Linked DNA regions of Rattus norvegicus: region 1 is linked to region 2. Evidence: chromatin contacts called from public Hi-C data. All regions are on one chromosome and are shown on one strand. Each heading gives the region's core, a stretch centred on a gene start, on an enhancer-like site or on the middle of the called end of the contact. The rest is flanking DNA. Distances are from core to core; before and after follow the strand shown. Region 1 overlaps Il17rd (interleukin 17 receptor D). Region 2 holds the start of Pde12 (phosphodiesterase 12).

What was found. A called contact is a pair of places that touch in the nucleus more often than the background predicts.
Region 1: a contact with region 2 is called in a Hi-C map of the A7r5 cell line, with 5 times the contacts expected there. The contact joins the enhancer-like site here to the promoter of Pde12 in region 2. A contact is called at or near these places in 3 of 12 Hi-C or Micro-C datasets (the A7r5 cell line, Schwann cells and frontal cortex).

Annotation. Positions count from the first base shown.
Region 1 is chr16:2,286,454-2,293,334 of GRCr8, forward strand. It overlaps Il17rd (interleukin 17 receptor D), which reads left to right. Exons shown (of 13, transcript NM_001191937.2): 8 at 1,544-1,609; 9 at 2,288-2,342; 10 at 2,813-2,923; 11 at 3,990-4,174. Among named protein-coding and RNA genes, the nearest start is that of Il17rd, 55 kb to the left of the region's middle. Within about 2 kb of position 3,863, at least 4 of the 93 cell types and tissues checked have an H3K27ac peak or open chromatin away from gene starts, as enhancers often do. A contact at or near this core is called in the A7r5 cell line, where this site is marked.
Region 2 is chr16:1,929,941-1,936,984 of GRCr8, forward strand. Pde12 (phosphodiesterase 12) reads right to left here and starts at 2,443. Exons shown (of 3, transcript NM_001411708.1): 1 at 1,027-2,443. The coding sequence starts at 2,331. It also overlaps a transcript of Dnah12 not described here.

The DNA.
Region 1 (6,881 bases), core at 2,613-5,112, 360 kb after region 2:
GGTTCTTTTTTTCGGAGCTGGGGACCAAACCCAGGGCCTTGCGCTTCCTAGGCAAGCGCTCTACCACTGAGCTAAATCCCCAACCCCAACTTTCTGATCTTTAGATCTTGACTGCGCATCAAATAGTTTGCTCCCATTCCTCCTTTATAGGTGGAGAACCTAGGCCTCAGGGAGGTCACCTGGCTTCTTGGAGGTCACATAGCTAGGAACTAGTAAAAACAGGCCTCGAGCCAAGACACTAGGAAATCACTGGCCCTTCCTGGATTTGTGTGTGTGTGTGTGTGTGTGTGTGTGTGTGTGTGTGTGTGTGTGTGTGTGTATTAATAAACAAAAGGCCAGGGTTAAATAGAAACCTGATAATGAACATCATGAACTCAGTGTCACCAGAGCAATGGGAAGTTTAGGGACTGCCACATGGTTCTGGAAGCCCTCTCCCTGTGTGCCAGGTCCAGCCTGGCTCTCCTGCAGCCCCTCCCTTTTACCACAGAGCTCAAGTTAGATGATGACATGAATGCAGACCTGTCACACCTTGATGTACTCAGGCTGTCCTTGAACTCAGTCTTACCTCTGCTTCCCGAGTGATGGTCTTAAAGGCGTGTGCTACCGTGACAGGCCCTGTTCTTTCTTAGACAGACAGAAAATTGGTTTTTCTCTGAAAAGGTTGTTTTTTAAATATTGACATTCTCTTTTTTAAAGATTTATTCATTTAGACATTGAAGCTGTCTTCAGACACACCAGAAGAGGGCATTGTTTCCCATTACAGATGGTTGTGAGCCACCATGCAGTTGCTGGGAATTGAACTCAGGACCTCTGGAAGAGCAATCAGTGCTCTTAACCACTGAGCCATCTCTCCAGACCCTGAAAAAGTTTTTTTTTTTTTTAAATATTTTATTCATTTATTATATATATGAGTACACTGTAGCTGTCTTCAGACACACCAGAAGAGGGCATCAGATCTCATTACAGATGGTTGTGAGCCACCATGTGGTTGCTGGGATTTGAACTCAGGACCTCGGGAAGAGCAGTCGGTGCCCTTAACCACTGAGCCATCTCTCCAGCCCCCTGAAAAAGTTTTTAAGCTAGTTTTATTTATTTATTTCAGGACTGCACATACAGGTGTATTTTTATTTTATGTGCATGAATGTTTTGCCTCTGTGTGTGTCTGAACCACATGTATGGAGTGTCTGCTAGAGTCCAGAAGAGGGTGTCAGATCCCCTGAAATTAGCATAGCAGGTGCTTGTGAGCTGCCCTGAAGCTTCTAGGATCCTGGCTGAAGGTCCTCTGTAAGAGCATAAGTGCTCTCAGTTGCTGAGCCATCTCTGTAGCTTCTCTTCTCACCTTTTTATTAAGCAAAGGGTATTCTGGTTAATTTCGTTATTTTCAAATCACAAGGATGAGGCACTCCCAGCTAGGTACAACACTTCTGTCTTTCTGGAACTGGGCTCAAACCAGCGGCAGGTCTCCTTCAGCTCCAGGACGAAGAGGCCCGTTACCTCTTCTCTACCACATGAGCGTTTGAGTTTGCTGTTTGCTTTTTTGCAGGACCAGAATACAGAGACTACCAGCTGCCTCCTTCAAAATGTTTCTCCAGGGGATTATGTCATTGAGGTACGTACAACAGCAGACTGCCCCTTCGTCACTTCAACAGAGAGCAGGTTGCATGGAATTCTGAGCCTTTTATTTATTGGTTTTAAGACTGAGTCCAGGGTAGTAGCTCAGGCTAGTCTCAAACCCCTATAGATCCGAGGATAAGTTTGAAAGACAATTGTCTCCTGCCTCTGCCTACTGTGATTATAGACACCCACACTATGGTCGTCGCTTTTATGCGGACCCTGGGGATTTGAACTCAGTTCTTCAAGCCTACACAACAGTACTTTAATCCACGAAGCCATCTCCTCAGCCCCATCTTTTTTTGTAAATTTTGTTTATTTATTTTATGTATATGAGTACACGTAGCTGTCTTCAGACACACCATAAGAGGGCACTGGATCCCATTACACATAGTTGGGAGCCACCATGTTGTTGCTGGGTATTGAACTCAGGACCTCTGGAAGACTCAGCTCTTAACCGCTGAGCCATCTCTCTAGTCCCAACCATCCTTTTTTTTTTTTTTTTTTAAGTTGAACGTTAAACTATCACCATTATCTGTCCTTATTGGCTCCCACACTCATTGCCTGGGGGATGGAAAGATGAATGACATCACCAGTGTTCTACTTCCCTCCTAGATACAATGTATAGAAGTGCTACCATTTACGACACAGTAACACACAGCTTTCTGTTTTGTAGCTGGTGGACGACAGCAACACCACCAGGAAGGCTGCTCAGTATGTGGTGAAGCCAGGTAAAGCTCTTGGGCTTGGATTTGACATCACACTCTTGAGAGCAGGCTTCTAGCATTTTCTGTGCTCTGCAATTCACGGCTTACAAAACACCAGTCACCCCACCTTTCCTTTTAAATGATTGTTCATCATTCCTTCTGTGTTGTTGATGCCTGGAAGGTCAAAACCAGAATGGCGTCTGCCACCAAGACTAGGCAGTTGTCCTTTAGAAGACAAGTAGGGGTAGGAGGCTTTCTGTCAAAGAGTTCTTGGCATATCCAGAGCTATTGAATTATTTTCTACAACACTTTATACAAAGGAAATATTGACTCCTTTTATAATCACAACAGCGGACCTAGAGTAAGGTGGTTGGAACCCTGGAACCTGTTAGTCAGCTTATGTTCTAAAAAACAAAAGGGTGGAAAAGCCTTTTCCCTCTTCTGAACCTGTTCTGCTGCTTGAGTTTAAAAGCTTTCTCTTTGAAACCTCCCAGTGCAGTCTCCCTGGGCTGGACCCATCAGAGCTGTGGCCATCACCGTGCCTCTGGTTGTCATATCCGCATTCGCAACACTCTTCACTGTGATGTGCAGAAAGAAGCAACAAGGTATCTCTCTGCTGTGCCTGCTTTCTCCACCCTCTAGTTGTGCCAGGCCAAGGGGTGGGTACCGACAAAGACTGGGCCTGGGGAGCCCTGCTTCCCTCAGAAGGGGCCTGGGACCCCTCACACTTCCTACTCAGGGAGTCTGAAGTGTGAGAACAGTCAGATGGAGGGTGTCCATCATTGAGAAGTTAGGTCCTTCACCTAGAAAACTGTAGATGAACCACACCTTGATCTGGATGGGGTTACCCAGGTGACGCCACACATAAAAGTCATAAAGATGGTCACTTAAGATTTATGTACTCTCAGCTGAGCATGAGGCACAAGCTTGGTATCCCAGTGGCTTGGGAGACTGAGGCAGGAGGATCTCTCCAATCCAGGAATTGGAGGATAGTCTGAGTAATATAGTGAGATCCTTTGCCAAGAAAAAAAAAAAGTAATTTTTGTTGTTTTGGTTTACTTTACCTGTGTAAATTATACTTTTAAAAAGTATTCTCGGGGTTGGGGATTTGGCTCAGTGGTAGAGCGCTTGCCTAGGAAGCGCAAGGTCCTGGGTTCGATCCCCAGCCCCGAAAAAAAGAAAAAAAAAAAAAAGTATTCTCCTCCCTCAGCTAAAGTTTAGTTCATCTGGTTGCCAGAGCGATCACTGGGTCCTTCGCTGACCAGAGGGGGGCTGCTGCTGTGTTTCTTGGCATCTCCAAGGGCAGTTTCAGGTTAATACAAATTTTTCCCTTTCTGATAGACCACCACAGAAACCGGGCAGCTTGAGGCTGATGTCGTTAAAGACCCGAGACTCTCCAGGTGGAGATGTCCGCTGCTCCTTTTGGTAAATTTACTTTTGAGACTTGGATCTCATGCAGCTCAGGCTGGTCTCCACCTTGCCAAGTCGTTGAGGATAACCACGAACATCTGACCTTTCCAAGTGTCCTCCTCCCAAGGGCTGGGATTTTTAGCTGTGAGTCACTATGTCTCAGCTCAGCTGCTCATTCCTGAAGACTCTGAGCCCCAGATCATATGGATAAAGACAAAGCTTTGTTTATAGGTGTCAACCTTATCTTCTTTCCCAATTTAGAAAATATATATTCACATTTAGATGAAGAAAGCCCTGAGTCCTCCACATACGCTGCAGTTCTCCCCAGAGACAGGCTCCGGCCTCGGCCCAAGGTCTTCCTCTGCTATTCTAGTAAAGACGGCCAGAATCACATGAACGTGGTCCAGTGTTTCGCCTACTTCCTACAGGAATTCTGTGGATGTGAGGTACGGAATCTAGTTTCTTCTCTTACCCTGGGCAGGATGTATACTCCATCAGATTTTTCTTCGTGCCATCTCCCCATTGCAGGGCTGGGAACCTACTTTTGGCTAGTACCTTACTTTCCAGACCACAGTCTGTCTTAGTTTGTCCTGTCTGTCACCAGCAGCAAAGGTCTCCTGTGACACATTCATGCTTGAAACCATTGAGTGGCACCCACACGGTAGGATGCTTTGTGAGTACCCTGGTGTGGAACAGAGTGTGAGACTGTCATGTGACATCATGGGGAGCGCCTGTAGGGTCAAGCTTCAGTGGGGTATCAGGGAGAGAACACAAATGAAGACAGCTTTAGGAACTGAGGCAATTCCCTGAGGGTGGTTTGCTAGGATTGGGAATGAAGGATGGGGTCTCCCCTAGAAGGGATCTTGGGGACCCAGAAGGAGTGTGTAACAGAGGACTGAGATTGATTGGTATGACGTCATAGAACCGGTGAGGGCTCCGGAATTTAGAGAATGTTTGGATGTTCATGCTGGTTTCTTAGTTTTTCCTCCTCCCCCTCCCCTTCTCCCTGTTCCTCCTCCCCTTCTTCCTTCTCTTCCTTCTCCTTTTGTTTTTTCTCTGTAGCTCTGGCTATCCTGGAATTCAATTTGTAGATCAGGCTGGCCTCAGATCTATAGAGATCCACTGCCTCTGCCTTCCAAGTGCTGGGATGAAAAGTGTTCATGCATCCCTGTGCCCGTCTTTCTGAGTCTTCTTGAATTAACTGTCATCATCAAGTAGCTTTTCCATCAACTTTTAACTCTTAGAACGGTGTCTTAGCTATTGTTGAAGGCATAACCTGATTGTCACAAATGCAATTATCATGTGACAGCTTTTTAGTCCATTTGGCCCATTTGTTTGGTGAGACTGCCCTCTGGTGTTAATAAGATGTATTTAAACCTGGTGAGATTGCCTCCTGTTGGGAAAGCCTTGAGTTTAGCGGATGAACAGCTGCTGAGAAACACTGCAGACTGCAACTGTAGCCAGTGCGTTCCCTGTTCTTTTGTGCGTAGATGAAACTGCACACAGGGTTTTCTTTTGAATAGCTACATCATCTATAATACTGACTTAGCATAGCTTGTGAAGCTTCTCTGTTCTGAGCTGGCCCATTTCTGACAATTTCTCAAGGATAAATGCCTTAAAATGGAATTGTTCAGAGATAGGAATATTCTTAAAAACACTTGTTTTATTTATTAAGATGAAATCAGCTAGTACAGAGGTCTTTTTGTCTTTACAAATTCGTAAAACATTCCACATCTGATTTAACAAACTACACAGGTCAAGAGATTAGTAGACAGACTGTTTTTGTGCGATATAGAAACCTAGGAGCCACATATTTTAAAGAACCGGTTTGCTGGAATGTGCATAATATGTAGTTTTTAGCTATGCTGCTTTGTGCTCCTGGAGGGGCATGCACTTCCACCCACCCACCCAGGAGCTGTATGGGTCCTTGAGTGAAACACCCACACACCCCTCCCCCCCCAATCTTATTTTCGAAATGCCTTGGCCATTCAGGGCCTGGGCAGATCTAATTCTCCCCCTGGCCATCATAGATTTTCCTCTGGTACTCCTGACTCTACATCCTCTAAAACTATGATCTATCTTTGCTGCCCTGTTTCTTCTGGGCAGCCCTTCCGGGGACCGCATTCCTTCCCACCTACATTTCGGATGATTTTCCTTCTGCAGCTCTAAATCTGATCTGTCTCCCTCCAAAACCTGGTGACTCTCCTCTCTCTTCCTCTCTCCCTTGTCTGTCCTAGCCTAAGCAAATCTGAGGGTCCCAACCAGCCTCCCTTTGCCCAGTGGCATCTTTATTTATCAATCAAAAGTCAATTGAGGACAAGGTCCTTCAGCGTTTGGACACACAGGTTCCCAATTAAGTCAAAACAGTAGCCCCAACAATAATGTTAGCATGGATTAAAGTATGGAATGAGTCAATATTCTTTTCAGCAGATGGATACATGTTGGGGCTCTCTTCTCGGGTACCATTTTAGAACAGGAGGGTTTAATCCTTCCAGAGTAGCCCTCTGCTGTATAATCTCTGTTTGGCTGTTAGGGATTATTTTTTTGACTACTTTTGAGTCAGGGGACGATGCTTACAGTATCTCACAGGAGAAACTGTATGAATACAGTTTCCAGGGGGCGCTGCTTACAGTATCCCACAGGAGAAACTGTACTAATACAGTTGCCAGGGGACGCTGCTTACAGTATCCCACAGGAGAAACTGTACTAATACAGTTGCCAGGGGACGCTGCTTACAGTATCCCACAGGAGAAACAGTATGAATACAGGTTCCAGGGGACACTGCTTATAGTATCCCACAGGAGAAACTGTACTAATACAGTTACCAGGGGATGCTGCTTACAGTATTAGATGAAAGCAGTTTGAAAGAGTAAAAATCCATTGAGGGCATCAGACATACTTAGATTTTTTTGCTTTTTCAGGGATCCCACTACTCTCTTGACCTTTCTTTTCAAACCTCGTGGTTCACAGGTCCAGTGGAGCTCTGACACTGTAGATCTTATGAGATCATAGAGAAAGGTGCAGCCCTGAGAGGGTTAACCAGGAAAACTATACTATAGGTCAGTACAGCAGGCTAAACCTGGGTCTATAAATACAGCCACAGAGGTCTTCTTTCTCAGTCACACTCTGAATATGAGTCAGCTGTCATTGAAG
Region 2 (7,044 bases), core at 1,193-3,692:
AATACATTGTTGTGACAAAATTAAGAGTGAATATTGTTTTCAAGTGTGAAAACACTTGTCCTGGAGTCAGATCTAGCATTTACAGCATTGTGCCTCGTTGCAAGGTAAAGAAACCATATCACCTCCCTCATAGGTGTGTGTATTCAATTAAATGAACTTACACAGGAGTGCATAGAACACAATGGTGCTCAAAAATGGGTAGACATTCATTTACTCAGGGCAAAACCCGTTACTTAAAAACTCTGAACAAAAACAAACAATGAAAATGCCTGTAAAGACGACGGGCGTAGTGGCACACAACTTTAATCCCAGCACTTAAGAGGCAGGTGAATCTCAGTGGTTCAATGCTAGACTGGCGTACATATACAGTTCCAGGACATCCCCAGCTACACAGACCATGTCTCAAAATATCAACACAATTCAATAACAAGCAAAAAAAAAAAAAAAAAAAAAAAAAAAAAAAAAAAAACAAAACCCAAAAACCCCAACAAACAAAACAAAGCACCACAATTTAAAGCTTCGTTCCCATCCTGAACAATAATGCTAACATTGTCAAGTGGCTATGAGTCCTGGCTTCATACTTTTATGAACAGGCATAAGGGTGTTTGAACATTTTCTCATTTATGAAACAAAAATCGTTATCTGTAAAAACAGATAAAAAAGTCAATGACTTTTTTTTTTACACATTAGTAGCAATGGTAACAAAACAGGTCTTAAAACAGAGGGCACTTACACTTGTGACTGCTTTCAAGTGCTCTTAAAACGGTGCTTGACAAGTTACTATGTCTACCTGGATTTTACAATCATTAAGAATGTCTATTCATCTTGTTCAAGGAGACCTACGGCAGGATAGGCACACTAGGAGAGGTTAATATGTGCTGAATTAAGGAACAGGCTACACGTTTAAGATGCTAGAGCAAAAATAAAGACATATTTTCAATGACAAGTTCTAATATCCATCCCCCCTCTACTCCGCCAGACCCTAAACATGGGCGAGTATGAAGAAAACAGGCAGAGCTACTTGACCTGAAGGACAGACGATCTCTGGAGTACTTTCTCCTGTGCTAACGGGTTCAAAGCCAGTTTCTCTAGTAATTCTTTGTGCAGTGGGTCCGACTTCAGGGCTTCTTGAAAAGAAATGTCATGTTGGCTAAGGAGCCTGAACTTCGACTTCCGGTAGAAAGTGGCCAGGCCTTCGTGCTGCTTGATTCGGAACACACCCTCCAGCCCGAAGGCCTCTAGGGCCGGTACCAAGCTGTCCGAGAACACTGCGCGGTCCACCTCCTGCAAACAGATGAGGTCTGCGTTGTAGCCTGTGAGCTCCTTTTGAATAAGGTTCTGGCGGTAGTCAAGCTCCAGGGCGTAGGGGGCACAGTACGGGTACAGGACTGTCCGAGAAAACTCAGTCTGGGCGTACGTGTCTGCCAGGATGTTGTAGGAGACAGTGCGGATGAAAGAGTCCTCTGTCACCTTCTTGGTGTATAGATGTCGATGGTCAAAAGTGCAGGTGCCAGGCCCGGCCTCCACCGGGCACACGCTCTCTAGCTCGCGGCTTGGCCCGAAGCGCTGCCCATTGCCCGGCGTGCAGTGAAGCTTGAGCCGTAGCCCGATGTCAGCATTGCACGGGGTGTAAACGCGCTCGTCCACACCCGTCTCGATCCAAGCTGAAGACTGCAAAGAGTGAGACGATGACGCGAGACCGCTGTCTCCAGGTTCTGCCGCCCCGGGTTTGACTTCCTTGTACCAGCGGAACACGGAGCTGGCGGGATCCCCAAATTCCAGACCGAGTTTGGGACACACCGGGAAGCCAGCCATGATGTAGCGCGGCAATTGTAGCTCCGTGAAGGCAGGCGGGTTGCGCTCCACCTTGTACTTGACATCGCCGATCTGCAGCACCGCTCCGTCCTGCCAGGCGTCCACATTGAGCACATCCTCAGCTACCGCCTCCTCCCGGTAGTACAGCTTCACCACCGGCTCGCAGGTCGCAGCCGGTTCAGACCCTGTCGCCGCGCAGGCCGCGCCACCGCTCGAGTGGGCTCGGTTCTTCCTGCTCTTTTTGGCAGCCGCTACCTTAGCGTGCCCCTTGAGGGCGTTGGTAGCGATCCGGCTGAGAGCACGGCCCAGAGGCTCGCTCTGGTCCCGCTGCATGTTTTTGTGGCTGCCGTCGGCCAACGCAAAAGACAGGCTGAGCTTGGGCTCCGAGGGCACACAGCGCACCACCGCGCGCTCCATGGCGCGCACCGCCTCGTGAGTCGTTGCCTCGGCCGGGCTGCGCTGCTCCACCACCGACCGGACCCCACGAAGCGCGGCGCGGCCTGGGAGCCTCCACATGAACCTGGCAGCCGACGAGATCAGAGATTCAGAGACGCCCGGTTTTAAGTCCAAAGGGAGGAGCGGCGGCAAACAGCTACAAGACCCATTCAGACCGGGGACTTCCGGTCGGAAAGCAAGAACAAGCCGCGGTGTGAGCATAAAGCGCGCGGTGTTCCGAATGGCACTTTCGCCAAGTCCACTTGCTCGCTCGTTCTTGTCTTAGCCGCCGGTCTTGAGATTCAAGCGTCTTGGTGTTTGTATTCAACATGGGTTAAAGGCAAAGAGAGAAGGAAGTATAAAGGTGCTGGAGGGAACTACCAGACCCTGAAGTTTTGTTGAAAGTGCAGGCTAAGGGTGGGAACATTAGGCTTACGGAACCGGAAGTGACTGGTCGGTGTCTCCGGGAAACGCTAGGCTTTCTGTCATTCCTGTTGCTCCGGTCAGGATTTGGACGTCCGTTCTCCGCAGTTGACGGACTTGTTCCTTGTTTTTGGAGGTGTGGCGGATTGAGTAAAGCTAGGCCCTACTGTCGCGGAACCTGGGTAGCTAAGTAGCTCCGAGCTGCCCGCCAGGTTTCTCCACCAGCTAATGAGCGCCGAGGATACAAAACACAAGACACATAATTTACTTAAGCCTCACGGTTTTGTTGTTAGTTTTTGAGGTAGGTTTCGTATCCATCGCGGAACCCGGAAAGACTGAGTTAAAGCTACACAGCATAGTAAATTGACAGAAAAAGTCCCGACTTGTTTTCGAAAGCGGTTAGTGTTTTAAGTAGTAAAGAGCTTGGAAGGTCTTGTCTTCGTAGGGTTGCAGGGTTTAGCAAATAAAATTACAGGACACGGGTGAAACTTGAATTAGGAACTCCTTAAACGAAGATGCTAAACCTCTCCCCCTTTTACTTTATTTGAAGTTAAATTTAGCCGAGAGTTTTATTTCTATTTTTATTTCTTTCAAAACTCTTAACACGAATGATCTTGGTTTATTTGTAAACGAACAGTGAGCCCAGGGAGCAGTATCTTGTAAGAAAGACCCCTCGACTGTACCGAACTCAGATTGTCAGGTCTGGCAATAAACACCTTTATAAACCCACTGAGCCGTTTCGCCAGCCCAGACCTTTGGTTTGCATGATCTTTTATTTTTCAAGAAATATTCTGAAAATGTCAAATCTCATGGAAAGCTTGTTTTTTAATCCACAAGCTTGAAAGTAATGAGTAAATGCCTTTTTGTTGTTTTTGTTTTTCGAAACAGGCTTGCTTTGTGTATTCCTGGGTGTCCTGGAACTCTGGAGATCTGCCTGTCTGCCTTCCAAGTGCTGGGATTAAGGGTGTGCACCACCATGCCCAGCTGTAAATGCCATTATTGAAGCTATATTTTTATTAAATTGATTTATAGTCCATTTGTAATTATGTAGTTGAAACTTGACATTGAGCGATTAAGCAATAGTATGATTTTGATAATACATACTGGGGATGAAATGACTAGGAATAATTTTATTCTTAATTCATGTCAAGAAATACAATCAGAGCACTTGACTGTTCTGAGAAGTCCTGAGTTCAATTCCCAGCAACCACATGGTGGCTCACAATCATCTGTAATGGGTTCCAGTGCCCTCTTGTGGTGTGTCTGAAGACAGCAACAGTGTACTCATACAGATAAATATCAATAAAAAAGAAGAAACAAACTAAGGGTACAGTTCAGTGGTAGAGGACTTGGCTAGCAAGTGTGAGGATTTAAGAAGGGTGTAGAGAAAGAAAGTCGGCACTGTTGGTGAGATAGCATAGTTGGTGTAGTGTTTGCCATGCGAGAAAGAGGATTTAAGTTTGATCCCCAGAACCCAGATGAAAATGCTAGGCAGAGTGGTATGTGCTTGTAACCCCAGCTCTGGGATTACAGGTTGGAGCCTCAGGGTTCTGGGCCAGACAGCCTACCCTAATGAGAGACCCTGTCTCAAAACCCAAGGTGGTCATGCCTAAGGAAAGACACTGGAAGCTGACATCTGACTTCTATATATGAGCATACATGTGCATGTTCACCCCCTGCCCCCCCCCACACACACAACACATGTGCCAACGTAGACACATGATTTTCTTTTAAGTTTTAAAAGGAAACCTACAAAATTAAGCTAGGCACGGTGGCACACACCTATAATCCCATCATTTGGGAGAATCATGTATTCTAGACCAGCCTGGGCTAGTAGTGCTAGCTCAAAATAAATAAACAAACAAATAAATAAATAAATAAATAAAGCAATGCAAAAGAAACATACCAATCTCTGTGTATCATTTATAAATCTCCCAATGCTCACATTCATTCTGATAGGTGATGTTGGAAGTAAACCACACAAATCGCTTATATCCTATCTATACTTAATAACAAAATGATACTGTAGTTTTGGGCGATAGCACTCGGAAGTTTTGAGTAGTACTTGTTATCAGTTTGAGTAATTTCCCCGTGTAATTTGAAAAAGAACAACAAACAAACAAACAAAATACCAGTGATTAACAAAAGACCAGGAACACCTTTGGGAACTATTTCCTCAGAGTTAGCACTCAGAAGCTTTGGGAGGGAGCCAAGGCTATTCACTAAACTTGTTAATATGTAAATGTTTCCTTGTGGAACTGGTTTGGCAGCAGGAAAACTGCAGGATTGCAGGGGTCATGGAAAAAAGCTGAGAGTTTGCACTGCATGGCAGGGTTGGAATTCCTGAAGAGAAGCCAGGAGACCACTGGTGAGGGGACAGTCTCGGAGATTCTAGTATAGGGGAGCTGGCAAGACTGTGGAACGACCAAGGACAGTACTAGGTGCGAGTGGGACAGCTTTCTTCTGCTTCGGTTCCTGTTTCTAGGTTCCTCTAAGAGTCTTGTTGATATGAGCTCTCATTGGAAGAAGCAAACACCCCAAACTGAACCAATTCTATTCGTGGCCCTGTGGAGGAGGAGTGAGTCAGCATTGTTCAGACTAGCATCTCCAATGACCCAAGGAGGCGCATTCACCAATCCTGGAACCTGCCTGACACCCAGAGACAACAAAGAAAGAGTGTGTAACTGTGGCAGCCAATCGGCTGGTGCCAGCTGTGTGACCAGCTGTTATGGACTGAGGGGAAAGGTATAAAGGCACTCCTCACTATTTCAGTAAATGAGTCTGCTTCGGCTTCTCACCTGATTCCCAGAATCTGTATCATTGATTCAGTGCCTTCTTACCCTCTACCCCCAAGGATTGTCTGGGGGGTGGGGGGAAAGCTAGGGCAACAGGCATGCAATCAACCCTTAAGAGTAGTTTGTTTTCCTGGTGAGATTCCCTTGGAGAAAACTAAATTTTTATTTGCAAGTTGTTATCAATTGGAGCTAGCTTTTGGGTTAGGGATGGGGGTATACGTTCACTTCTCTTTTCAACTCTATGACCTCAACTGGTACAGAACTGTACCTGTGCCTTGAGTTCTTCCCCTGGCTTCCATTTGTGATAGAGCTGTAAGCCAGAGGTATGTCCTTGTTGGAATAGGTGTGGCCTTGTTGGAGGAAGTGTGTCATTGTTGGGGATGGGCTTTGAGAGCTTCCTCCAAACTGCCTCAGGATGCCAGTCTTCTGTTTGCTTTCAGAACAAGATGTAGATTTCAGATCCTTTCCACCACCATTTCTGCCTGAACACTACCATGCTTCCCACCATGATGATAATGGAATGAACCTCAGAACCTGTAAGCCAGCCCCAATTAAATGTTGTCTTTTATGAGTTGCCTTGGTCATGGTGTCTCTTCACATTAATGGAAACCCAAACCAAGACACTCCCCAAGTTGTTTTTACTCAGTATTTTGCTTGGTTTGTTTTTGTCTTTTCCAGGGCAAAACCTTTTTGTCACAATCTTTTGTTTTGTTTTCTGAGACAGGATTTCTCTAGGTAATCTTGGCTGTCCTGGAACTAGCTCTGTCAGAGATCTGCTTACCTCTGCAGTACTGTTCAGTGTTTTATCATAGCAATAAAAGGCAAACTAGGACAATGTCCAATGTCAGAGAAGCAAATCAGCTCTGTCTTGCTCTGTTCTTCAGTCTTGTTTTTCATTCATATCCTCCCTTTTTTCTGTCTACTAGGCTTTCCCAAAGACTAGAGGTTGGCTTGCTTCATGAGGTTTGTGTCTATGCCTCCTGAGAGATATAACTGTTTTAATCTGATTACATTTCTTTGCCTCTCATTTTTTTCATTCTACTGTTAGGCAAAAATGTCTCACCTTCCTTCCCTTGTCACTTCTATTTGTGTTCCCCTAATTATTCTCAATCTCTTAGTGCATCCCACTCACACCCACAATAATATATTACTGCACACACCCTTCTATCAGTTTCCCTTCTTACAGTGACTGGCAACTAAGACATGACTATTTTTCTGTACCGTCACTGTTTTCATACCATTCCTATTCCTTGAGAATGGTTATTTTGCAGACAGTATTCTCTACGGGGACGTACTGGTGATCAGCCTGGTCCCATGAACAAACATGCATCAGAGGAAAATGACATCAACTCTACTACCTACTCATTCTTGAATATTGCAGATATTTCCAATTAAAGAATAAGAAGGTTTTTAAAAAGTTCAACCTGGGGCTGGAGAGATGGCTCAGAGGTTAAGAGCACTGACTGTTCTTCCAGAGGTTCTGAGTTCAATTCCCAGCAACCACGTGGTGGCTTACAACCATCTTAATAGGATCCAATGCCCTTTTCTGGTGTGTCTAAAGACAGCAACAGTGTAC